4 separate regions of the Mus musculus genome follow, and regions 1, 2 and 4 are each linked to region 3. The links are chromatin contacts, called in public Hi-C and Micro-C maps. All regions are on one chromosome and are shown on one strand. Each heading gives the region's core, a stretch centred on a gene start, on an enhancer-like site or on the middle of the called end of the contact. The rest is flanking DNA. Distances are from core to core; before and after follow the strand shown.

Region 1 (2,975 bases), core at 413-2,912, 290 kb after region 3:
TTGCTCAGGCTGGACTCAAACTGGTGATCCCCCACCTCAAACTACTGAGTGACTTGGATTCTCCAGGTATACACCGCCATACCTGGCCTTTTCTTGCTTTTCATACAAACTGAAATCCTTTTCACCATTTATAACCTATCTCAAATGCTACAACATTCAACAAATAAGTATCTAAAGTGTTGGACACTAGAGACACAAAACAAAACACAGTGGATATCGTTGTCAGTAAACATGTGCAGAGTGGTCTGTATTATTGTGGGGTCGACTTAAATCCAACCTAACTCAAACACCATGTCAATGCAGATGACAAAAATTTATTGTAATCAAAACACTATTGATAGATCAGGACCACAGAATAGACTTGGGAGCTGAAGTGTGACCTTGAAGGGACATTACACAGCATATTTAAAGGATGAAACCACAAAGCAAGGGAGAGCAGGGTGGGCTGTAACACTGTCCAGTCGTATTTTGATGTAAAAGGTTGAGTAAGAGAGTTTCCATCCATTAGGATAGGAAGAGGTTCTAGGGAACATGAACTTCCATGTCTGACATTGCCAGCAAGATGGGGAAGTTGTCCTTGAGATGTCTAGACTCAGACAACTATCTCCTTATTTTTTTAAAAAAAATATCATTATTTTTTTCTAATAGAAGATGTTTAGTTTGGGGGAAGGCCCCAACTCTCCTAGGGCCTGGGTCCTTGAATGTATCTTCCCCTATGATTAAATGGAGTCTGAAAACGAAGTGATAACATTTAGAATAAGTTTCTTTTGCGTGTTCCCAATAGTATGAAGTAGAGCTACAAGAAAAACCTTGAAAGTAATATTATGTGGACAAAATAGGTATAAAGAAAATATAAATTCCTGGCCTAAAATTCACAACACCACACAGGATATGTTAACTTAAGAATTAAACATAAACATATGTGGGAAGTAGTTACTATGCAAGAAAGAGAGGTTCATGAGCAAAGTGATGGGAATAGATCAAATGACTAAGGACTTCAATTGTTTTTTAGCATTTATTTCTCCAGTTGGGTAAGTATACATAGTGTTTCTTCTGACTTGTTTTTTGTTTGTTTGTTTGTTTTTTTGTTTGTAAAATGATCTTATTATGTTTTAAAAGCATTCATTAAGACTTAGTGACTTTAAAGCCCGGCTCCATCACCTGTCTTCTCCTTCGTCATCTATATTGTCCGAATACAGGGAATCTTACAGATAGTAACTTCCAGGTGCCAGCTGTAGGAGTATTAGAATGTAAACATCTTCCCAGGAGACCCCCAACTGATGGCTCCCGGACCTCCAGGGACCCAGCTAAGACTCCAAAGCACTTCAGCCTCATTAAAGGAGCTGATCTGTGCATCTGTCCTCTGGGATACAGAATATTACCTCACTCTTCTTCCATCAGAACTTAATTTATCTCTGAGTAAATCCAGAAGGTCACCTTTTCGGATCCAGCTCCATTATAACCAGCCTTTCCTCCACCAGACGCCCAGCTGCAGACAAACTTAACCCAAAACCCTGCAGTTGAACCTGCCCGCGCATCAACCCCAAACGCCGGCTAGTGCGGAGCTGGGAGCCGGGAGCCGGATCGGCCTGAGCGCATGCACGAAGTCCTCGGCGGCTCCAGGCGTTCTCGCCGCGTTACCGCGGAAGCATCTCCTCTCGCGGGAGTGATTTGAAGCCCGGCGGAAACCGGGCTTGCCAGGGCTGAGTCTGAGGGGACGGTCGCGAGCTGCAGCTCCGAGCGCGTGGGCCGGGGAGAAGCAGCTGCTGATGAACAAGGGCTCTCAGGCGGGCTGTCGCAGCAGCAGCAGCAGCGCCAGAGCCACCGGCTGATGGTGGATCCACTCCGCTTCCAGGATCAGCCGCGACCCAGGCGATAAATCCTAATAAATCCCAGAGTGACGCACAGCCCCTGTGCGAGTATCTCTGAGACTGTTGACGTTTGGATTCCGGTTTACCTTGTCTATTTACTTAGAATACTATAGTGTTTTTGATAATCACAGTAGTCTTGTGTGGCCTTTTAGGTTAAGACAACCATTGATTAAAAAAAAAAAAACCTATAAATTCATTAATTAGATGTACATATGTATCTTTCCCTGTAATGATTTTTAATAAAACACATTTTGAAATCACTAACTAGTAAGTACAAATGAATGCATCTCTGTCACAACCCATAATTATTTTCTGTTTAATGTAGCTGCAGTCTTTCATTACAGTTCAAGAAGTAGATAAAGTGACTAAAAGCATGTATTAATCTTGGAGAGGATTGCCAGCACTTCCTTCAGGTGGCTCAAAGCCACCAGTAACTCCAATACTAGGGGATCCAGCACCCTCTTCTGGCCTCTAGGCCTGTACACACACACACACACACACACACACACACTTTTTATAATGAAAAAAAAGTTGGGCACAGAAGTTTGAATCTCAATTCAAACTTTATATGACATTTACCTCTCTCTCCCTCCCTCCCTCCCTCTCTCTCTCCCTCCCTCCCTCCCTCTCTCTCTCCCTCCCTCCCTCCCTCTCTCTCTCTCTCCCTCCCTCCCTCCCTCTCCCTCCCTCCCTCCCTCCCTCTCTCTCTCTCCCTCCCTCCCTTCCTCCCTCCCTTCCTTCCTTTTTGAGATTTCCCTTTCTCCTTTTTCTCTCATACCATGCATCTACTTCTCATACATCAGCTTTCACTCCCTCCCTTCCTCCCAGTCTCCACCCCTAACTTCCCCTCTCCCACATCTGCTGCTTCTTTGTTCAGAAGAGAGCCTGCCACCACATGATACCAACCAAACGTGCCATAACAGGACGCTGTAAGAGTAGGCATAAACCCTCACATCAAGGCTTGGCGATGCAACCCAGTAGGAAAAAGGGGTCCCCGAGCAGGCCAAACTGCTCCCACTCCCCCACTCCCATTGCCAGGAGTCTAGCAAAAACCTCAAGCTTAACAACCTCAGCTTGGATGCAGTGGGCCAGGTTCAAACCCAG
Region 2 (2,700 bases), core at 97-2,596, 440 kb after region 3:
AGGGCCCGCTCAAAGTTGTGAACTCTCAGGAGCCATCCTGTGCCTTTTTAATGATTAATTATGTAGCAGCAAGTTACTCTAGCCCCAGCTTCTAGGGTACCAGGTGAGTGACACAGCTGTGTGTGGTCATTTAATCAGATGGACGGGACACCTTTCACTTGATGAGGCCAGGTCAGCACCCAGGCTCTGCTCATGGGATTGCTCAGCTGCACAGGGGGTGCTGGAAGCACCTCTATGGCAGGAGTCCCGCTGTGGGCCAAGCTCTTTAGACCTTTTTACAAGTCTGTTTTGTCACTGATCTCATTATCTGTTTCTACATCTGCTTCCCCAGCAAAGTCTCACCACTGGACCTGGTCTAAGTTGGTTTTGTACACTGTAAACTTGAGTTCTTCATCTGCTGCATCATTGATGCTCACTAAAAACTTGAATAAATGACTCTGTAAGTGAACTCTAGGCCAACTATCTATATACAGATTGATCTATGTTTATATATGTGCATATCTCTCTATCTCTATGTATACATATATGCACATATTTTCTCTATCCATATACAGTTCCCCTCTATACAAAGCATGCTGTCGTTACACTTATTTGCAGAAATGTTATATAAAATGCAATAGCAGACATGTATTTCTCATTAGATTTTATTAGCATTTCATAGCACCTAGCATTTCATAGCACCTAAAATGAAAACAGCTGAGCTGATGGCCAGTAGACTTCTGAAAGCTTGGCAGACCTCAGCCCTGCGGTTCAGAGCTCTTTGTCCAATAACAAGAAAAGTGGAGCTCGCCACACGGAGAGTACTCCCTCCGGCCCGCCCTCCCCTTCCCCGGAGCAGTTTAAACTAAAGGCCCGAAAGCAACACGCAGCTAGTGCTTAGCAGCACACTGACCAGAGAGGCTCTCTGTGAACCGGTTTGCTTTTCCCCTGCAAGCCAGACAGCAGCTGAAATCAGAGCTGTCCCTGCAGTGCCCCCACTTTGCATTGAGAGAGTGAAACTGCAAGCAAGATGAAGGGTCTCTAATGTTAGCAAGATGAGAGTCCCTAACGTTACAAAGCATTCATTCCACTCTCACTGCACCAGGGAGGGGCTGGTTTCTCTGCCGGAACGGAAAGGAGAGGAAAGCAGGACACTGCAGCCTGTCTCTGTTAAAGACTGATTTACCTTCGTCCACTCTACAAAACGAAGTTTGCAGATTCCACTTGCTGGGCTGAAGGGATGAGATGAGAGACCAGTTGTGTCAAGCCAGAGAACCTTTTAGAAATGAGCGAAAGGGTGGGCTGGGGTAAGAGAGGTTACTCCCTGGGAAGCTGCAGCCATATCTCAGGGTTTAAAAAAAAACACCAGCTTAGCAACCAGTTCCCAGGGAAGGTCACTAGGCGGCCGCTTTTTTTTTTTAAAGTGGCAGTTTACTTTTAAGACTTGGAATATGAGCTTGCTGGGCAAGCAGTGGAAAAATAACGTGCTGAAGAGAGACAAAGGGAAAGCAACTGGGCAGCCTAGCAGAGAGGACTCAGGCTCTCAGCAGGGTGTCCTGCCTTATGTCTCTGGGTTGCATGGCCTGTTGGGTCAAGGACAGAAGGTGTTGATAAGTAGAGTGGTTTAGAATCAGGAGGGGCCATGTTGTGTGGAGCTGCCTAGTAAGCAGTAGCAAAGACTATGTGGCCGGGCATCAGAGCTATCAGAGCTCCAGCGTGTGTTGCATTAGGGATGTTGGCTGGCTGTGCACAGAAGCTGGACCGCACACGCCTAACCTCTGTTTCTTCAACTCTTCACTACAAATGACCCAGCGGCCCAGCAGGGATACAGACAAGATGGCTCAAAAAAAAAAAAAAAAAAAAAAAAAAAGGCAAGAAACCAGGAGAAAAGGCCAAGTAGTGAGAACAGTAGTAAGCAGACTCAGACTCTACAGGCCAAAGACAACCACAGATCAAGGAACTCCACAGACCGCGGCCTCCTAACCCCAAGTGTTGTTCCTCAGAAGCCTGCCATTTTGTTTCTTAGACAAGACCTCTGACTGGAAGCTGGCATTTGGTGATTAGGCTAGGCTGCCTGCCTAACTCCAGATCCCTGCTTGTCTTAGCTTGTCTGGTGCTGATAGAACAAACGTGGGCCACCATGCTGAGTGTTAGCCACCTTCAAAGCCAGGTCCTCATGCTTGTGTGATGAAAAGCCCTTTACTAATAGAACTATCTCCCAGCCCCTATTTTCTGTATCCCTAAAGCTCTGGCATTCACTGCATGGGTCTTAGATAGATCTCTGAAGCTAACTAATTCCTAGAGACAATAAATGACTCCAAGGAAATGCATATATTCTCTTTGATACGTACTAACTGACCCCAAGCTGGCATCTCCATCTACTGCAATCACCAAGAAGTACCCCTCTGCTCTAAGTCACTCTGGAGGCAGGTGCTTAGGGAGCATGTCTATGATCCAGAATATTCTGAAACAAGTCAAATTATTTAATTCTAAACCCACCAGCACACTTACCATGCCACAACCTTCCTTCCAGGGAAAACCCCAGTAAAGGGTCTCTTTTGGAGCCTGATGTTTGGAGAATGCTGTTTTTGGAGACTGCTGCTGATTGTGTTTGGTTGATTGGTCTGTCTTTGTATCCCCAGTGCTGGGAATATAGATGCCTGTAGCCACTTGGCTTTTTATGTGGGTGCTGGAGACCTGAGCTCAGTATTTATTCTGGGC
Region 3 (3,067 bases), core at 173-2,672:
TAGCCAGCCCTGTGCTGGTTTGCAGACACAGAAGCTGGATTCAGAGTGATAAGGCCATGAGTGCCCATGCTGGTAAAATAGGCAGCTCGGGGACAGCTAGGAGCTCCCAGGAGAGAGAACTCAAGTCTCAAGCTAACACCATCCTCAGTAGCCTGTCTGCCTCTGAGCAGGAAAGCTGTGGAGCCCAGGAGACTGTAAAGGGGAGAACTGGCCATCTTAGACTTCTCTAGTACTCCAACACTGCTTGCTTCAGTTTTCCGTGGTTTCTCAGTGGTCTTTCTGAATGAACTCTTTCTACACCTTCGCCGTGTAGAGGTCAATTTCAATTTCACCTTCCCCTGCCCATCCTCAGTGTATGCTATATTTTGTGGTGAGAAAATTACTAAATTAAAGTTCATTTGTCAGGGCTGGGGAGATTGGTGAGTGGTATAAAGCATCGGTTGTTTTGGCAGAGGCACTCCCTCTTTGCAGAGTTTAATTCCCTGCACCCAGCCCGTATGGCAGCTCACAACCCTTTGTAACTCCAGTGACAGGGAAGCCAACACCTTCTTTTGACCAACTCCACGGTAAAGTGCTACACATACATTCATGCAGGCAAAACATTCATACACGTAAACTATTTTTAAAAGGCCATGTGTCCACATACCTATTCTTCCAACATCTGTGCAGCCATTCTTTCATCTCTCCGTCCATCTACCTAACAACCCGCACACAATTAATACGCATCCTTTGATGGTAAAAATGTCCCAGAGGCGCTATTCTTCCTTGGTCTATTCTCTACCCACTTTTGGTTGAATCCAGGAATGTAATTGATCAAAAGGACCAGCGTTGTGTTTGTCCCTGATAGCACAGGGATACACTACAGCCAATTTTTCTCCCCCTTAGATGATTTTTGTTTGTTTGTTTGTTTTTTAGTTGTTTTAAATAAAATGCACTGAGTACCGGTATCGTGTCTAAAGAGCCAGGAAAGTGTGGAGGTTAGAGATTTTAGGAGCTAGCGGCCTTCCAAGCAGCGATTTAGGATTAGGTGATAGAGAAGGGTGTTCTGGGACTGAGCAGGGATTTCAGCAGGAAATAAATGCTCTGTCCCGTGGGTGTCCCCAGGGCATTGTAGCCTCTCAGAAGGTCCAATCAGTGCGCTCAGACTCAGAGCCCTAGGCTCCTGCTCTTTAAATTACCGAGCCTTGTGGAGACCCCGGCACCTGGCCTTAAGCTCAGCCCTGAGTAAGTACGTTTCTGAAGGAGTCGGTGTTCCTTTAGTTCCATCCCCAAACCTCTGCCAGAGACCCTAGAGGACGCAACAGGTTCCCAGAGTCCTGGAGTCCCGTGGTCCTGACTCAGGCACCCTTAGCCAACCCGGGGCGGAGCAGTGGGACGGGCTCTCACCCAATCACTCTTGTGGTGCCCTGGGGCTGGACCTTAAATAATTCATGAATTAAGTGGAAGGAGCCCAGCTTAGAGGCGAGGGGCTGGAGGGTTCCGAGACCCGGAGGAGAGCTGGACCGGAGAGGTGAGTTGCTCCGAGTGCCGACCCAGCGCGGGGCGCTGAGCTCCCCCTCTTCTAGAACACCCAGGGCAGGGATGAGGAGTGGAGAAGCTCGAGCAACGTCTTCCTCTGCCTCCACAGCAGGTGGCGGGAACCTAGTTTGTCTTCCCGAAGCTGGAGGGGCTGCAGGGTGGTGTGGGTCTCGGCCAGTGGGCGAGCCCAGGGTCTGGAGGACTGGTTATAGAGCGTGCAAACTTTTTCCCGCGGCGGTGGCCGGCTCCTCTCCGCGGCACATTGCTCCGCTCCGGTACTCCTTCCATCCTGTGGAGGGGTGGAGGTCGCTGGGTTCCGGAGACAAGAGCAGGAGGCGGTGAGACTTTCAGGCCACCGGCCCGCTTTCGGGAAGGGCGGCGAGAGGAGGTTCGGTCTGGGTCTTGAGAACTCTTTTGCGGTAAGGAAAACTCCAGGAAAGGCCAAGGTGGGGGGTAGGCTGGGGGAGGGGGACAGGACGTGGGACTCCCGGCCACCAGCCACCATCTGCTACCTATGTGCAGCTCACAGTGCTACTGGCCGCAGCGGGAGGGCGATGCCGGTGCAAGGGCAAACCGCCTCCCTGCGGCCGTTGCCAAGCGCACGCACCCGGGCTGGAAGTCCTGGCTCCAGTCAGCCCTTAGGGTCACACAGCACCGAGAATTTCAGCTTTCCTAGAGATGGAGAGCAGGAGCGCTCAGGGCATACCTTGACAGAATGCGGGGACCAGGGACAACAAAGAGGAATGTGGACTGAGCAGAGCTTCGTGGCTGCTGGAGGATCGGGGCTCGAGCTAAGTTCCCGAGAATGGGTCGGAGAGGTTCCAATCCTCAACCCGGCGTTCAAACAGGACTGGGTGGGGAAATGCCTTGGTGGCGCTCCGGACTACAGGACTCAGGGGCGATCCCCTCCCCCAGGCGACGGCGGATTCCTGGAGGCTCCCAGCTTCGCGCGCCGCCTCGCAGTCGGTTCTTTTGTGTTCCGCAGCCCGGGAAAGGCCCCTGAGAAGGGGGGAAGGTGGGCAGGAGGGCGCCGGGTCTGGCGGCAGCTTGTAGGGAAAGGCAGCGGAGCAAAGGTACCGGCGCTTCCTGCAGCTACTGCTTCCTCCGGGAGCTCGCTCTGTTGCTCTCTTGTTCAGTTGTGGACTTTTCTCATGCCCAGGCGGAGAATGGTTTGCTCGGCTTCTTGTGGGCGGTTGCTGGCCTTTGTTAAGCAAGCGAACGGTTAAAGTCCTTTGTGGACCCCTCCACCCTAACTCACTAGAGACCCAAACAACTTGAACAATGAATTTGCTTTGAGCCATGTGAGAACTTTTTTGATTGACCAATTGAATATTGGCAAATTCATACAGTCCGGCTTGGCGGACTACTTATTTTTCTTATTCATTTGTGAATTTACCTCTTTGAAGCACTACGGAGCTGGCGTCTGTCTGCATGGAGCCTAAGAGGTTCACGGTGGCTCGTCTGGAGCATCAGAACTTTATGAACAGCACACACTGTGCTGAGTTCTTTACCTGTTAGCATGTTAACCCGTCAACCCCATGCAAAAGCC
Region 4 (3,047 bases), core at 292-2,791, 320 kb after region 3:
AGCCCTGCTTAAACAGCGGAGAAAAGAAGGGGAAAAGAGGGAAACAGAGAAGGGAACAGAGGAAAGAAGAATAATGGGGTGGAGAGGGAGGGAGAAATCTGTCAAGACTTATCAGTTCTGTAAGCTATTTTTGTTGTTGTTGTTTTCTTTTTCTTTTTCTTCAGTCACCTCTTTGTTCCAACTAATACAGTACACAGGAACAAACTTATCGTCAGATCTAGATACATTTGGCCAGAATTTTATGTACTGATTTGTGAAATCCTGGGCAATGTCTTAATTTCCTTTGTCATAGCTGTTTTCTCTAACATTGTTTACAGGGAGTATTCGTGATGAGGTATTCCTATTAGCACTTCAAAAATACACGTACTCCGTTTTCCTTAAAATCTTATGAAGTAGGTTATTTATTCCCCTCATCTCATTTTACATAAGAGAATACTGCGGTCAGAACACAGAAGTCAGGTCGCTCTCCAAGGTTAGTACAACTAGAGTTTGGTGAAACCATGAACCTAAGCTTCATCTCCAGAGTCTGTTTTCCAGCTCAATTTGCATGTTAATATCAAAAGGTAACCAGAACTAGCTGCACTAATAGAAGTATCTTTTTATTCATTTTCTGAGAGTCTGGTTCCTTTTAACCATTGACATGAATTTGGGGTAGGAAATACAAAGGTGAATAATGTAGCATATCTTCTGCTTACTGTTCAAAGTTTATGGTTGTTGAGAAAACGACACACCCTTCCCAGGTTCTCAGCCTTGCCCGTGTTTCTCCCATTTTTCCACGAATTCTAAAGCCACGGGGTGAGAGCCGGCTCTGATACTTGGGAAAAGTCTACTGGAGGGCTTAGATGAGGACAGGTGACGTGCACTGGCCTTTCTCTAGGCAGTGACCTCATTTATGGCCCTTTCTTCCTGTCTGAGCCTCCTCGGCTTAAAATGGCGGGATTTGTGCTAAGGCTCTCTCCCTACTAGACAGCCATGATGGCTCCCCGCCCCCCCCACCCCCCCCAAACCCCCGCAGGCTCATCTGGCCGCTCTGGGACTGTCGTTCCTGATCTGAGGTGTTGGTCCTCCCTCTGGTGTTTCCAGTTCCCCAGGGCCACCATCCCACTCTGCTCCGTGCCAGGAGGGGTGAGGAGGGGCTGCCAGGTCCCCAGCTCTCAGCCGCAGGGGAGAGGCCATGCTAGGCCCAGAGCCAGCATCCCAGGCCTAGCAAAACCCGAACGAGGCAGCAAAGGCGGCTGAGGGCTCGGCGCGCGCACAGCCCGCCCGTCCAGAGCACGCAGGCTCGATCTGGTCACGCAGGTCCCTGCCTCAAGGCCAGGCACCCGGAGAAGCGCCCTTGAAGACCCTCGCCCTGGGACAGTGCGATTTTTTAAGAGATGTAACGCAAGGGACCAGGGACGACCATGCCCACCGGAGGAGAGAGCTCTGGGCGCCTCAGCGCGCGCGCCGGTCACGTGGGCCGCGGCACCGCATGGCGGCGGCCCGCGCGCCCCCGCGTCACGGCCCCGCGGAACCGCCCGGGCGCGCGCGCCGACGGGGCGGGCGCATGCGCAGGGGGGCGCGCCGCCTCTGCCCCGCGGCGAGGGTGTCTATGGAGAGGCGGCGGCCGCGGCTGCTGAGGCGGACGCTGAGGCAGTGGCGATGGCGCCCTTCCCCGATGAAGTGGACGTCTTCACCGCCCCGCACTGGCGGATGAAGCAGCTGGTGGGGCGCTACTGCGACAAGGTAAAGGAGCGCGGGGCGGAGGGCGGCCGCGGAGGAGCGGCCGGGTTCCGGGAGGCCTGGCCTGCGTGCCTCCCGCAACCCCCGCGTTGGCGCCGCGCGAGCCCGTCGCCCGCGCCCCGGCACCCGCGCGGCTCCCGAACCTTCCCACCGGGGTCCCGGGAGCCCGCGCTGGCCGCGGCCTGGGACGAGCGCTCGCGGGACTGACCTGTGCCGGGGTGAGGGGCGCTCCCGGCCGTCCGGCTCGGCCGCCCGCGGGGTGCCCGCTCCCCGTCCGCAGGCCGCTTCTGCGGTTACTCGCAGCCACAGCACCGCTCGCCCGGTCCCTTCGGGCTCTTTTAGTCGCTCTGCAAACACTGCATCCTCTCTCTGGACCTCTTGACTTGCTTCCTGGCTCCACAGGCAGCGTCTTGCAGCCCCTGGAGCAGGCTTATTTTACCTGCCTGCTTTGCACTGGTTTGGTTCCGTACACAAGCCCGGTACACGGACTGGGAAGACCTGCACTCCTCTTTCCTGGTTACTCTTTTTTTCCTTCCAGTTTTTATTTTTCCTGGATACTTTATTCCTTGTAGAATTTGTTCCTCTGTTGGACTTTTTACTGGAAGCAAATGAGAGGGGCCCCTAGGAAAAGTTGCCTTGCAGTGGAACTCACTTTGGACTTTTAATGGGTGTAGCCGAAGTTGAAGAAGCACTCTTGTGAAGATGAGTTGGGAACCTTTTTCTAATGATGCTGAAAACTCTGAATTGTCACTTTATGTTCGGAAGATCATATATGAGTAAATTCTGGGCAGTCATATGTTTTGCAAAAAAGGTGAACCAAATAAATAGCTGTTAAGTAATTATTAACTTAAACGTAAAAATAAATTGAATTATCAGAGATTACGTGGAATTAGCACCACTATTAACAGCAAACAAGAGTTGTCTTTCAATCTGGAGAGGTGCTAGGAAGGAGGCCAATGTCTTCCCTGGTAGGCCACGGGAAGACCAGCAATTTGAAGTGTAGGATCTTAGCATCTTGGCTGCACAGTCCTCTCCCTCCATTTTGGGAAAAGAAAAACAAACAAACCAATAAACTCAAACCCAGTTAGTCCTAAGCCAGTGGACCTTTAAACACCAAGACCATAGGCTCATGGCTCACACTACTTGGTTGCCCAAGCTTGCTGTTAAAATCCTGATGGCTGAACCCTAACTCAAATTGGAATCTCTGAGCATAGAACCCAGATGTCAAGTACAGTTTAGAGCTCTCAGTGAGAGTGGGGCCCAGCAATGGTGAGTACCACCTTCCCAGGGGAGGCTTAAGGACTGGCTAAGCCTTGAGCAGAAGA

Evidence for each region. A called contact is a pair of places that touch in the nucleus more often than the background predicts.
Region 1: a Hi-C map of nephron progenitors shows a contact between it and region 3, with 3 times the contacts expected there. The contact joins the enhancer-like site here to the promoter of Prom1 in region 3. A contact is called at or near these places in 4 of 39 promoter capture datasets (hippocampal neurons, liver, neutrophils and 1 more), 2 of 484 Hi-C or Micro-C datasets (embryonic stem cells and nephron progenitors), 2 of 115 datasets of contacts at active chromatin or transcription factors (bone marrow-derived macrophages and pancreatic cancer cells) and 1 of 9 other capture datasets (liver).
Region 2: a Micro-C map of embryonic fibroblasts shows a contact between it and region 3, with 3 times the contacts expected there. The contact joins the promoter of Cc2d2a here to the promoter of Prom1 in region 3. A contact is called at or near these places in 6 of 39 promoter capture datasets (the 3T3-L1 cell line, cranial neural crest, embryonic stem cells and 3 more), 1 of 15 datasets of contacts at CTCF or cohesin (pro-B cells), 12 of 484 Hi-C or Micro-C datasets (adipose-derived mesenchymal stem cells, embryonic fibroblasts, embryonic stem cells and 1 more), 6 of 115 datasets of contacts at active chromatin or transcription factors (embryonic stem cells, pancreatic cancer cells and stem cell-derived neural progenitor cells) and 3 of 9 other capture datasets (adipose tissue, liver and macrophages).
Region 4: a Micro-C map of embryonic stem cells shows a contact between it and region 3, with 2.4 times the contacts expected there. The contact joins the promoter of Fbxl5 here to the promoter of Prom1 in region 3. A contact is called at or near these places in 1 of 39 promoter capture datasets (liver), 2 of 484 Hi-C or Micro-C datasets (both in embryonic stem cells) and 1 of 115 datasets of contacts at active chromatin or transcription factors (pancreatic cancer cells).

Annotation. Positions count from the first base shown.
Region 1 is chr5:43,806,863-43,809,837 of GRCm38.p6, reverse strand. No RefSeq gene overlaps it. Among named protein-coding and RNA genes, the nearest start is that of Bst1, 11 kb to the left of the region's middle. Within about 2 kb of position 1,662, at least 314 of the 459 cell types and tissues checked have an H3K27ac peak or open chromatin away from gene starts, as enhancers often do. A contact at or near this core is called in bone marrow-derived macrophages, embryonic stem cells, hippocampal neurons and 5 more, where this site is marked.
Region 2 is chr5:43,661,025-43,663,724 of GRCm38.p6, reverse strand. Cc2d2a (coiled-coil and C2 domain containing 2A) reads right to left here and starts at 1,346. Exons shown (of 38, transcript NM_001359906.1): 1 at 1,166-1,346.
Region 3 is chr5:44,100,091-44,103,157 of GRCm38.p6, reverse strand. It overlaps Prom1 (prominin 1), which reads left to right and starts at 1,422. Exons shown (of 28, transcript NM_001163577.1): 1 at 1,422-1,510.
Region 4 is chr5:43,780,643-43,783,689 of GRCm38.p6, reverse strand. It overlaps Fbxl5 (F-box and leucine-rich repeat protein 5), which reads left to right and starts at 1,541. Exons shown (of 11, transcript NM_001159963.1): 1 at 1,541-1,725. The coding sequence starts at 1,642.